Linked DNA regions of Canis lupus: region 1 is linked to region 2. Evidence: chromatin contacts called from public Hi-C data. All regions are on one chromosome and are shown on one strand. Each heading gives the region's core, a stretch centred on a gene start, on an enhancer-like site or on the middle of the called end of the contact. The rest is flanking DNA. Distances are from core to core; before and after follow the strand shown. Region 1 overlaps MYO18B (unconventional myosin-XVIIIb). Region 2 overlaps LOC111092595 (a long non-coding RNA gene).

Region 1 (6,452 bases), core at 844-3,343, 210 kb before region 2:
GAGCCCATCCTCCCTGTAATCCTCCCCCAGAAGACTTGGCAGGGACGTTTCAACAGTTGCTGCCGTTCAGCTGCCGGAGAACTTCTCTGATGCAGTGAAGCCATTGTAATTGGACAGGTGCAGGCACGTGGGGGACAGCACAGGCACACGGGGGATGGGACAGGCACGTGAGGGACGGAACAGGCAAACAACAGCTGGAGGGATGTGGGGGGGCGGAGTCAGGCTGGTCACTGGGCCCGAGCCAACTCCAGGCCCCGAGGCCACTGGGTCACTCAGCCCAGTCACTGCAGTATTTGCTCCACCTCCAGGGTGCACTGCAGAGACTCCAGGAGAGGATAAATTTGCAAGTCCTTAAAGCACAGGGGAGGATAAATTTGCAAGGAGAGGATAAATTTGCAAGTCCTTAAAGCTTGTCCAATGACTGCTTCGATTTAGTGGAATTCTTCAGAATAATTAAGGAATTTAGCGGACACCGACCAATCAGAAATGATGCCAGCTAGGTACTGAGGTCTCTACTCGTGCAAGCATTAACCCTTTAATTGTTGGCATGTGGCCATTCTGAGGGACTTGGGGGAGGGGCAGCTGGAGGGCAGGGGCCGGGGTCACCCCTGTTTGCCACCTGGCATAGAGAGGTCTCAGTATCATTACAACCAATACACCCATAACCAGTAACCGAACATAACCAGTAACTGAATAGCTTGGCCACATAAAGTAAGCTAGCTACACATTGTTAGCCAACACCTAGGTTTCTCTCTCTGCAAAAGTGGGGTTAAAATGATCCCTGCAATCGCTGGTCAGCTGATGTCCTTCATGCATTCATTCAACAAACATTTGTCCAGCACTCACTCTGGACCAAGTTCACAAGAGGTGCTCCATATACAGAGTTGAAGGAGAGAGAACCACCGGCCCTAAGGAATGCCCCGTCCAAAAGTCGCACGATCAAATATTTAACTCTGCCGACCTCCATTAAGACAGACACAGAGGGCGCCATGGGAATCAGAGAAAGGAAGGCAATGGGGGAGCTTTCCAGAGATGTACTATTTGAGCCGGGTTCTGAGGGAGGAATAGGAGTTCGGTAGATCGACTGCAGAAAAGGACATTCCTCAGAGAGCAGGAGCGAAGGCGAGATGGCCACTGAATCTAGAGGCTCATAGGAGGGGACTGTCCTGTTGATTGGCACCTGGTCCCCTTCCTGCGGGGCCACTTACCTCTTGTTCTGGAGAGGCGAGCGCTGCCTCTTTCCTCAACCTTGCTTCTTTGGACTCTTTCTCGGTCTCCCGGACCAGCTGCTTAATGAAGCCCCCTGGGATGACAGAGAAAAGGGGAGGGGGCGAAGATGGTGGAGGGCTCTTGTCTTCCTCCCGAATCTGTTTTGCAGAAGCAAAGAAGGAGAAAGCTCAGTGAGTGAACCAGTGCAAGCAGGCAGACCTTGGAAAGGTTTGTGATGGAGCCTGGGAGGCGGCCCAGGGGGACATCCGTGACCAAGCACATGTATGAGAGGCCGTGGCAAAGCAGATGGGGTCGGCCGGGGCTCCGGGACGCCTTGAGACAGCGCATGGAGATGGAATGCATGAGCAGCAGAGGCCACCCTGTCTGTGTGATTTCTGCCTGGACCCAATTTCCTCATAATGCGAATCTGGCCCTTGGGTTCCCTTCCTGGGCGGGGAACAGACCATCTCTGGGAGGAGCTAGTACAGCAGGAGCTTTTCCATTTTCCAGAAGGGGATGGACCCCAGGGCACCATGCACATTCTCTGCCTCCGCTTGCAATTAAAATAATAGATTGATCAGTTACTCACTGATGACACGCCAGGGACATGGGAAGGTAGGGAATGGCTCGCAGCCACGGTTTATATAAAAAAATCCAGCCCTATGGCTACAGCCCACTCCACTGATGCAGAGCTGTGGCTTCTTGATGGTCCTTGAACCGGGACCCAGGCAGCCAGGGGCTCCCCAATACAGGATCCTAAAGTTGGGGGGCTAGATACTGCCATTTTACACCAGAAACATAGCCTAGACCCAAGCTGGCTGGAGTTGGCGTGTAGCTAAGGCTCCTTTGTGGACCACAGGGTCCTCGGGGACTGAGGCAATGGGACCTGTTCTAGGTGACTGGGGTACATCTTTAACCAGCATCATTGTGGCCACCCGTGGGGGTGGCGGGGTGGCAGAAATCTGTAGCACTTTTTATGGCAGAGCCACACAGCGGTTAAAATAAGCTACTTATCAAGGTCCTCCGCGTGTGGCTGGCAAAGACTTGATCTCAGCAGCCCAGCTGATAAAGGGGAAATCCGAAGGGGATAGGGACGTCTAGGAGACAAAGCAGAGGCCAAGGGTTAAGGCTGGTTGATGCAGCCCCCTGTCCGGGGCTCACTGACCCCACGCCTCTCCCTCTCGATGGGGCCCAAAAGCCACCTCATAAGACAGAGCGAGGCTTACGGCCCACTCAGCAGGTGTCACCCCTGCTTCCTGCAGCATTGCTCTCAGTGCTACACCCGGAGCAGTCTGGGAGGCAGCCAGAGAGAAGCTTCTCAACCGCCTCACCCCTCAGCCTCTAACTCATCAAATCCTACACGAGGGTGGGAGGCGAGGCGAAGGAGAGCTCAGGCATCAGAGACAGCCCTTCGTGGAATCTTGTGAAAAAATACAAAAGGGAGAAGAATAACTGGGAAGAAGGGCCCGTTTCCAGTTCTCCATGGTGACAGAAGGAAGGGAGCACGGAAACCCGTCCCCAAGGCAGAAGTCTGGCAGCCACCAGCCCTGTCCCTGCCCCGCCGCCCACACAAAGCCGGTGTTCGTGGAGGCCGCCCCGGTGATCCAGACAGGACAGCTGGTCTACCCTCAGTCCCCCGCTGCCTACTGAGGAACAGGAAGAGAGCGGCCAGGCATGGGAGGAGTTCAAGGGGCTCATGAACTGGGTTGGAGAGGCCTCGGCTCACCAGGGCTGGCCGGAGGGAGTGGAGCGGGGCACTGGACACGTCACAGGGAGGTGCGGATGCCAGATGCCCCGCCTGAGGCGGGAGGGGACAGCCTGGCCACCCATGCTCTGGCTTGTCCTCCCGCTTGGCAGTCGGCCCTATGGCTGTCGCCTGAACCCTGAACGTTACTTTCCTTCTGCTCCCACAGGGCGAGGCGTGATGAGATGGCCATGCTGAGGCAGTGTCAGGGCTGAGATGGGATGACACGGAGCTCTCTGGCGGGCAGCACGAAATGTGGCTTTATGGACACACACACGGCACACGACACTGACGCATGGAGACACGGGCGCGGACAGGGGAGAGAAGAGAGATACAGGTTAGCTCTTGGACACAGCCCTCCTCCCACCCCCATCGCGCCACGAACCAAGGCCACGCCGCCGGGCACAGCCCGCTGGGAGGACGACTGTCAGCAAGGGGGCCGCTGCCCGTGGACTGGACAGCGCCCCCAAATCCTTTTCCCCTTGACCCACCCTTTGTCATTGAGACATAACCAATGTCAGAAAAGTATAGAAATATACAGCTCAGCGGCTCTCACCTAAAGATCATATCTATTTAAGCAGCATCCTGATGAAGAATAAGAAAATATTATTTTATTTATGGGCAGTTCAAGATGGGACAGATCTAATCTATGGTGATGAAGGTCAGAGCAGCTGCTGGCTTTGGGCTGGAAAGGGGAACAAGGGAACTTCCTGGGGTGATGGAAACGTTCTCTGTCTTGATCTGGGAGAGGGCCCCACGGGAGCATCATATGTAAAGATTCACCCAGCTATCCAATTAATTCACTGGATGTCGATCGCATCTCAACTCAAAAATAAACAAAACAGGGGCGCCTGGGGGGGCTCAGTCGGTTAAATGTCCAGACTCTTGGTTTGGGCTCAGGTCATGATCTCATGGGTCATGAGCTCCAGCCCCTTGTCAGGCTCTACATTCAGCGGGGAGTCTGCTAGAGGTTCTCTCTCCGTCTCCACCCCACCCCCGCCCGTGCATGCATAGACACACTCTCTCTCTCTCTCGAAAAACAAAATTTAAAAATAAACAAAACATTACAGCCTCCCTGACCTTCCCTCCCGCCCCTTCTTAAGTTACTATTCCCCAGAGGACAACCACCATCCTGACTTGTAATACCATAGCATAGTGTGTTTTTCTCTTGTCCGGGACTAGTGGGTGCCACAATTTGACCACGTGCACTAGGAAAGGACGGGAAACCGAAACTATTAATTGGCCCGTGCTTTGGGGGAAATGCTTTAGCACACTTAGCATCATATTGAGAGTCTTGACAAACGCTCAGGACTTTTGACCTACCTAGTAAGGCCTCTTCTGGAAAACAAAGTTTGGGGAAGTAATCCTAAAGCGGAAAATCTTACTCCGCTGGGTCGCTTGGAGCCCCCAAACCAGAGACACAACCCCCGTGTGCAGTAACTGGAGAAGGTCAAATACATCGGAGCCCATCTGACTTTAAGGAACACAATGAATCCATCGAGAAGGGTATTTAGGAAGCATTTGGAAACAGCTCCACTGAGGTATCATTTCTAGGCCAGCCATAAAGCTCACCCACTTGTAAGCATACAGTGTGACGACCTTTGATGAGTTCACAGAGTTTTGCAACCATGACCACAACCCCATCACCCCAAGAAGACCCTCCAAGACCATCTGCAGTCACTAGCTGTTCCCTCCCTCAGCCCCCTGGGTAACCACTAAATCTGTCTGTTGCTATAGATGGCCTTTTCTGGACATTTGCTCTAAATGGAATCCTAGCATCTGTGGTCTTTTGTGTCTGGCTTCTTCCACTTTGCATACCGTCTTTGCGGTTCATCCACATTGTTGTGTGTAGGAGCACTTTGTCCCTCTCTGTTGCTAAGTGGCGCTCCATTGTGCGCACAGACCGCATCTCTGTTTATGGGGTCACCGTGAATAGCGCTGCCAGGAGCAGTCCCCTCAAGCTTTGTGTGCCATATGTTTCCACTTCTCTTAGGTAGATACCCCGGAGTGGCATGGCTAAACTATAGGGTAACGTCGCGCTGGACTTTCTCAGAAACTGCCAGGCTGGGATCCCTGGGTGGCTCAGCAGTTTAGCGCCTGCCTTTGCCCCAGTGCATGATCCTGGAGTCCTGGGATCGAGTCCCGCATCGGGCTCCCTGCATGGAGCCTGCTTCTCCCTCTCCCTGTGTTTCTGCCTCTCTGTCTCTGTATCACTCATGAATAAATAAATAAAATCTTAAAAAAAGAAAAAGAAAAAGAAACTGCCAGGCTGTTTTCCCAAGTGGCCACCCTGGTGGCCTGCAGTGCATGAGGCTGGTTCAGGGAGCCTGAAGCCTCTCACGGGGTCTGGTAAAGATCAGAAGGCAGAGAGTAACACTTACCTGCACTAAACCATCCCAAACGGGCAAAACCCAAAACCGGCCACAGAAAGTGAAGAGCGGAAGGATGCACACCAATATCTCGGTGGAAGCGGTCGTGAGTGAAGGAGTGGGTATCCTCTCCTCCCTCCAACTTCTCTCACTTCTGGGCTGGGTTGGCCCCCGGAGCAGTGCCCCCACCCTGACCCCTCGCAGCCCCCTTCCTGGGCGAGGCCCCCTCTCGATCATCCCAGAGCTTCCAAAGGCCTGCTTGGCCTGTGAGTAGCCACTTTGAGCAACGACGTATCCATAAGAGGATGGCTTGCACAGAGGTCCAGGTGATCCTGCCCGCTGCACATCCTGGAAGCTGCAGAGGTGACCTGGTGGGGAGGGTCCCCAGGGCTGGGCTGGAACAAGCTCCCACCATCTCACCCCAGCCCACCGTGGCCGCCTCTTTCCAACTCCACGTTCTGTGCCGTCACCTTATGAGCTTGAAATCGGCTATGGGAGCGTTTCCACCCCAGAAATTGGCAAATACATCAGATCAGGGCTTTTGCTCCAGGAGCTGCCCAGGAAATATGAATGGGCACATCCCCGGGGGAGACCCCCCACACTCCTGCGGGGCCTGGCCAGGAGGATATCTCAAGATCCAAAGATCCAAGAAGGGACATTCCGGCTCTGAGGAGGTCAGGAGCCCAGGGGGAGACCTTGGGAATACGTCCCAGTGCCAACAGCCAAGTCTTTGCCTTGAGAAAAAAATCCCCCTGCTGCATGGTCTCCCCACCTCGTGAGGTGCACAAGGGATGGGGACGCAGGAGAGTGTACACAAGGTGAGATTCCCTAGAGGGAGGGTGGGGAGGGGGGGACCCGGGGGAGGCCCCCAAGTGACTCACAGCCAGAGTCTGCTCTGCTAGGGCCTGGGAGGTAGAGCCCAGGTTATGAATAGGCCTGACGTGAGGTGCCTGCCTGGCCGCCACCCTGGCTGCTCCCTTCCCATCCAGCCTCGGCCTGGCCAGCTCCGTGGCTGCTTCCCAAGGATCGGCCTCGGCCTCAAGGCTCCAGGGACCTCCTGGCTGTTAGCGTGGGCTGTCCTCGGCCGGGGCTGCTGGCCTGCCCAGAGGTTCCACAGCGCTGGGGAACGA
Region 2 (6,223 bases), core at 2,878-5,377:
TGCCTTCATGGTCCAGAGGAGTTTTAGACAATAGCAAAGGAAACAAAACAATAAACATTAGAATTGCTTTTTGGGTAGGCATATTAAGCCACTGTCCAGAGGATGCAATTTGAAACCCTTTTTTTTTTTTTTTGAGTTAGGTGCTGCTATAAGAACGCAACTATTTTTTTTTATTTCATTCTCATTACAACTTTATAAGGTTCTTACTATTAATATTCCTGTTTCAAAGAAAGGCAAGCAGAGACCCAGGCTGGTAAGGTGACAAAGTCACATAGCTGGCAGGTGGCAGAGCTCGGATTGGAACGTAAGTGGGTCCACTGTGGAGAAATCACCCACATCTGGGGCCTCCTGCCTCGTTCATTCTGTGCCTTGCAGCCGCATCAGGGCTAGGGTGCCTGGGGTCTTCCTGCAGAGTCACTCTCTTGCACCTGCTCTTGGTCTGATGATGACTCAAGTCTCTGGGAACAGGATAAACATTAATCCAGCTTGTCTCTGCCAGGCCGCAGGACAGCCACACCTCCTGCTTTGCTCATAACCCTGCCTACCAGGGTGTCACTGGCCATCAGCTTGGGCCCTCTGTGGCCATCAGCACACGGCTGGCAGCCACAGAATCTCAGATCAATTCCTTAGGGACATAAGCAAGGTTGGTACTAAAAGACAAAGCAGTGGCTACCATCCGGGGTCCCCAAAAGCATCCAAAAAGCATCCTGCTGCAGATGTCCACACAACCACAGACTTGCTGTGTGACTCTGGGCAAGTTCGGCCTCTCTCTGGACCTCTGTTCTCCTCCCGCACCGCTGATGGGGCTCGGACCTTGCTGAACTCATTCATCCAGCTGTTGAGAACCTACCATGTACCAGGTTTCATGTTAGGGCCCGGGGAGGGATGAAGCATGGTCATCCAGTTACAGAGAAAAATTGCAAGGGGTTTTGGGAATATAAAACAGGCCGGCCTGACCTAGATTAAAGGGCACAAAGGGCCCCTTGGGGAAGTGACATTTCAGCTGAGACTTGAAGGAGGACTGAAGATAACTCCATCCAGATCCCGAAAAGGGAATTCTAGGCAGAGGATCCAGCATCTGCAGAGCTTCAATGTGCGAAAATGTCCGGAACCTGAGAAACTGCCAAATGGCAGGACAAGCCTAAGGAGGTCAGGGGGCCCAGTCGTGCCGGTCCTTGGAGACAGCACTGGGATGGGGACCTTGAGCAGAGGGAGATGTGAAGCCACTGAGTTCCATGGGGCCCAGAAACTCATGCAACAGGCTCTGTAGACACCACTTGTTGGGCTGGAGGCTGCACAGAAGGAGGCCAGGTAGGACATTGAGGTCAAGAAATGAACTTGACCCATTTCACAATATTGCCAAGAGTGGATTCAGTAAGAGACCTTGGGTTGGGGGATAGGACAGGGACTAATGGCTTTAACTGGAGCCTAGAAATTCACACTGTGGGAGGGCAGGGCTCAGAACTTTGTGTGAGCAATTGTATAATTCAGTTATCCTTTTCCCATTGGTTAAAGCATCCTATTGGCTCTGGGACCTAGCCTTCAACTAGAGCTCTACCAACTGCAGGTAGCAGAGAACTTGACCTGAGAAAAGGGAATTTGTGGACTTCTGTTTTGAACAACCCAGGGGCAGAACTTCAGGTGTGGCTTGATCCAGGGGCTTGAATGATGCTACCAGGATCCAATTCCTCTCTCTACTCAGCTCCACTTCCTCAGGGTTGGTTCCATGTAGGTCCTTCATCAAAACTACTGTTGTCAGCTCTACATTCCATTCATTCTTCATTCCTCTGAGCATCAGAAAAGAGGTCCCAGGCTCTTCTCTGCACCCAAACCCAAATGGATTGGGACCATGAGTGGCCAGAAAGACAGAAGGTGCTAACTGCTTGGCTGGGGTCACATGCTCCACCACGGGCATCCAGCGGGCGGAGGTCAACTTTCTTAAAAGCCCAGAGAGTGAAGGGGTGGGTGAGTGTGAGCAAAGAAAACCCTCACCCTAGCAAAACTAGGGCACTCTTGCCATACAGAAGAAGGGGGTAACAAGCTCAAAGGAAAGAGCCTCACATTTTCACCACGTAGAGGAGCCCTGCGATCCTCCAGAGGTGAGATCCTCCTGGGGTCTTCCTGGGGACTGAGAGCTGTTGCAAGGTTGCTAAGGGTGAGACAAAGAGTGACATCATTACCAAGGGTCAGGACTGGGTGTCAGTCAGGAAGACGAGGGGAAGAATCAGGGATGACCAGAATCATCAGAAATCAGAGAGCTAGAGGAACTGCTGGCGTGTGTTGTGTCCTGAGCACGTAGATATGATATCGTGAACTCTGCATGTGCCCCAGAGAGCAGCTTATATGGACCTGGGCTGGGAGCAGGGGTGCTCTGGTCATCCTCCTCCCTCCCCCTTGCACCCCAGACAGCTAAGAAGGGGTTTATCTCCATCACCTGCCAGCATACAGGGGCTTCTATGGGACTCAGGCACCCCACGGTGGGGGTCTGAGAAGATCAGTGGAAGGTCTGGGTCTCCCTCTGGGTGGGCTGTGGGCCGCCCAGGGCCTCTGCTGCTTAAGGAGCCCAGTCCCATGAGCACGAATGCTGTCCGGCACCTACAGGGCTGATGACACGATGAGGTCTCTGGAGGCCCAAATGCTCCTTTCCACCTGTCCAGCCCTGGACTCCTGAACTGGGCACTGCCTGGGCGGCAGTCACACTCCCAAACCTCTTTGCAGTCTGGGTCCCCTGCCTTCGGGGTCTCTGTGCCTGAGGGTGACCACATGTCCCGGCTCCCCTGGGCAGGCTCGGGCTGTCATCCTTGTGTCATTATTCACGGTGCCCCTTTCATTCTCCAGGGGTCCTGGTTTGGATGATAAATTACGGGCCACTTGATACATCCCTCCAGGCCAAGCGGCCGCCCACTTTCTTTGTCACAGAATCCTTGCTGATTCTGAGAGCTCTTAAAACCTGAATCCAAACTATTAGCAACCCAAGCATCCCCTGTCACCCTACCTCCCCAGATTTGTTTATACCCAGTCCCCCAGGAGAGAGGTCCCTCAGGCAAGGACAGGTGAAATGATTCCTTTTAAAGCAGCAAAGAGAAAAGATTCCAATCAAAACCGTTCCAGTCCCAAGGGCTTTCCTGCCTCTGCCTCCTCCACATTCCTGTCCTCGTTTGTCCCCACAATAAACCCCCTGTTTTTAAGGTACCTTGCGTGGGGCTCTTTTTCCTGCAACAAAAAGACGAGTACCTAAAATAGGCCAGGGCCTGGGCCTGTGGCCAAATTTGGATGAAAAACTGGGTCAGGCAGGGGAGGGAGCTGCAGGCTGGGATCCTTGAGGATTGGGCTAGACAGCTCCAGCTGATGGGGCATTTCTGGGTGCCAGGTACGGAGGCTGCACATTGGCCGATCATGAGCTCATTTAATCCTCTGATTGCCCGAGGAGGGGGTACCATTATCTCTGGTGCACAGAGGAGGAAACTGAGGCTCCGAGAGTCAGGACTAGGGGCTGCCATCTCAGTTTTCTGACTCCAGAGTCTGCACTTTGGGGCACAGGGCAGACTTCCAAACTCTGAGAGGGTAGCTAGCATCTCAGCCATCTGGCATTTCGAAGCGCGGCCCAGCTTGCCCCAAGCCGGAGCTCCTTGGCACAAGCGTGTCTGAAGTTCCCTTCACCATTTTAAAAGTGAGTTTAAGGAACGAGAAACAGCCACAGGCCATGGTTTTGATTTAAACAGCTTTAAGTGAAGGGAGGAAATTGTTGCTTGCTTCAGGCATAGCTGGATCCAGGGGTTCACGTGATGTCCCCCTAAGTGCCTGGCACTCAATTCTCGATCTTTCTTCTTCCCTCTGTGTGTTGCTCTCTCTATGAGGCAGGAGGAATGGCCGTGGGCAGCCCCAAGCCTCATTGCGATCATTTGCAATCCAAAAGGGGAAAGGCTTTCTCTGACTCCCTATCTTTCTATATCTCTTTCTCTCTTCCTCGCCTCTTTTTGCCTCGCTGACACAGGAATCCAAAGAAGGGTGGGGATTGGCTCTGCTTGGATCGCATGGCTACCTCAGGACCAATCCCTGGGTCTGAGAGGATAGGGCCATGGCTTTAGGAGGGGCTCAGCCTGCCGCAGGCTCTCTCCCATGGTGAGGAAGGTGGCAGGTTGTGATTAGGAGCACCTGGGTGGCTCAGCGGTTGAGCATCTGCCTTTGGCTCAGGTTGTGATCCCGGGGTCCTGGGACTGAGTCCGGCACTGGGCTCCCCGCATGGAGCCTGCTTCTCCCCCTGCCTGTGTCTCTGCCTCTCTCTCTATGCCTCTCATGAGTACAGAAATAAAATCTTAAAAAAATAATAATAAAAAGATTGTGATGAACAGCCTGGAGGTACCATGAGGGGTGGGGGAGGCATGGTTCCATTAGGGAAAGGATGCTGGCGGTCAAAACCAAAACACCCACTGTTCTTAGAAAGAAAGATATGTTACTGAGATAACCAGTTTAAAAGTTCTTAATATGCTTGTCACTGCGCTTCCCTGAGTGCAGCATTTGATCTGTACCGCCCTGGGGCATCCATTAGTCTGGGGGAGATTAGAGTTTATTTCAGAAAACAAAAAGAGAAAGACAGAGGTGATGTCCAGCTTTTGACATTAGAAATTGGATGATGCGCCAGACAACAGCCGGAGGGATTCTCCTGATTCCTCATGTTTCAGCTTATTGATAATTATGTCAGACGACTGAGAACATAGCTTTCCCAGGAGCTGGATGGTGTGTTCCGTCCACCTAGAACCACTGGACCGACTCTTTGTAAAGGGAGGAGATGATGTACATAAGCAGCAGAAATGTCGGCGCATTTTCTGACTTCAGGGTTGCAGGGAGAAGTGGCAGCCAAATGGTCAGATCCTGCTTCCATGATGCCCCCCTGCAGCCGGCATCGGGAGTTATTATTTCTGAGCACTTACTGTCTCCCAGGCCCTGCGCTATGCCAGAGCTGATTCATTTTTTTTTTTATATCCCTATGAAGTAAGAACTTCTATCAATCAGGAGTCTTGATTGCAAGCACGTTCTATCAACTTGAATGTGTGTTTTTTTCTTAAGATTTTATTTATTTATTAATGAGAGACACAGAGAGGGGGAGGGGGAGAGGGAGAGAGAGAGAGAGAGAGAGAGAAAGAGAGAGGCAGAGACACAGGCAGAGGGAGAAGCAGGCTCCATGCAGGGAGCCCAATGTGGGACTGGATCCTGGGTCTCCAGGATCAGGCCCTGGGCCGAAGGCGGCGCTAAATGGCTGAGCCACCCGGGCTGCCCAACTTGACTGTGTTTAAAGCAAACAGGGGAAGGTATTAGATGATATATCTGGGACAGCGTGATGATTAATTTTATGTGCCAACATGACCTGGTCACGGGGTGCCCAGATATTTGGTCAAACGTTAGGACAAGCATGTCTTCAAGAGGGATTTTGGGTAAGATTCACACCTGAATCGGTAGACTGAGTGAAGCAGATGTGCTCTCTAGTGTGGGGGGCCCTCCCTTAATCACTCAAAAGCCTGAGTAGAACAAAAGAGCTGACCCTCTCTGAGTAAGAGGGAACTCCTCCTGCCTGATTGCCTGGAGCTAGGACATCAGTCTTCTTCTGCCCTTGGACCTGAACTGAAACCCTGGCTCTCCGTGGTTCTCAGGCCTGCTGGGTTTTGGAGTGGAACTTGGAGCACTCTGGAGAACTCTAATATAGACATCCAAGACAGATTCTGTGTAGGTTTCAGGTAAGGGTGGATCCAGGAGCTTAAACGATGTTAGGAGGCCCTGCCATCACTTGCCAGATCTTAGAACTTCTTCACGTGTTATGCATGATAGTGGACACTGGCAACACTGGCTCATGTTTTTCTTTTCTTTTTTTAAGATTTTATTTATTTATTCATGAGAGACACACAGAGAGAGGCAGAGACATAAGCAGAGGGAGAAGCAGGCTCCCTGCAGGGAGACTGGCGAGAGACTCAATCCCAGGACCCCAGGATCACACCTGAGCCAAAGGCAGATGCTCAACCACTGAGCCACCCAGGTGCCCTGGCTCATGTTTTTATAAACTTCACACTTTAAGAAAGAAAGAACATCTCCCTACATTCATCTGATTGGCCTCACTTGGGTCAAATGTCTTTTCCTGGACCAAACGCTGAGGGCAAGAGGATGTGCTGTAGCAGGGCACCAGGATTGACAGGACACACAGAGTAGGGGAGGAGTCCTACGAAGCAAAGTG

The links. Hi-C and Micro-C count contacts between places; a contact is called where the count stands out from the background.
Region 1: a Hi-C map of skin fibroblasts shows a contact between it and region 2, with 2.5 times the contacts expected there. The contact joins two enhancer-like sites. A contact is called at or near these places in 5 of 9 Hi-C or Micro-C datasets (amygdala, blood and skin fibroblasts).

What each region holds. Positions count from the first base shown.
Region 1 is chr26:19,939,577-19,946,028 of UU_Cfam_GSD_1.0, reverse strand. MYO18B (unconventional myosin-XVIIIb) reads right to left here. Exons shown (of 44, transcript XM_038575489.1): 2 at 3,108-3,241; 3 at 1,209-1,367. The coding sequence starts at 3,146. Among named protein-coding and RNA genes, the nearest start is that of MYO18B, 16 kb to the right of the region's middle. Within about 2 kb of position 2,093, at least 3 of the 20 cell types and tissues checked have an H3K27ac peak or open chromatin away from gene starts, as enhancers often do.
Region 2 is chr26:19,728,500-19,734,722 of UU_Cfam_GSD_1.0, reverse strand. It overlaps LOC111092595 (a long non-coding RNA gene), which reads right to left. Exons shown (of 4, transcript XR_005379012.1): 3 at 2,062-2,149; 4 at 187-458. Among named protein-coding and RNA genes, the nearest start is that of CRYBB2, 27 kb to the right of the region's middle. Within about 2 kb of position 4,127, at least 3 of the 20 cell types and tissues checked have an H3K27ac peak or open chromatin away from gene starts, as enhancers often do.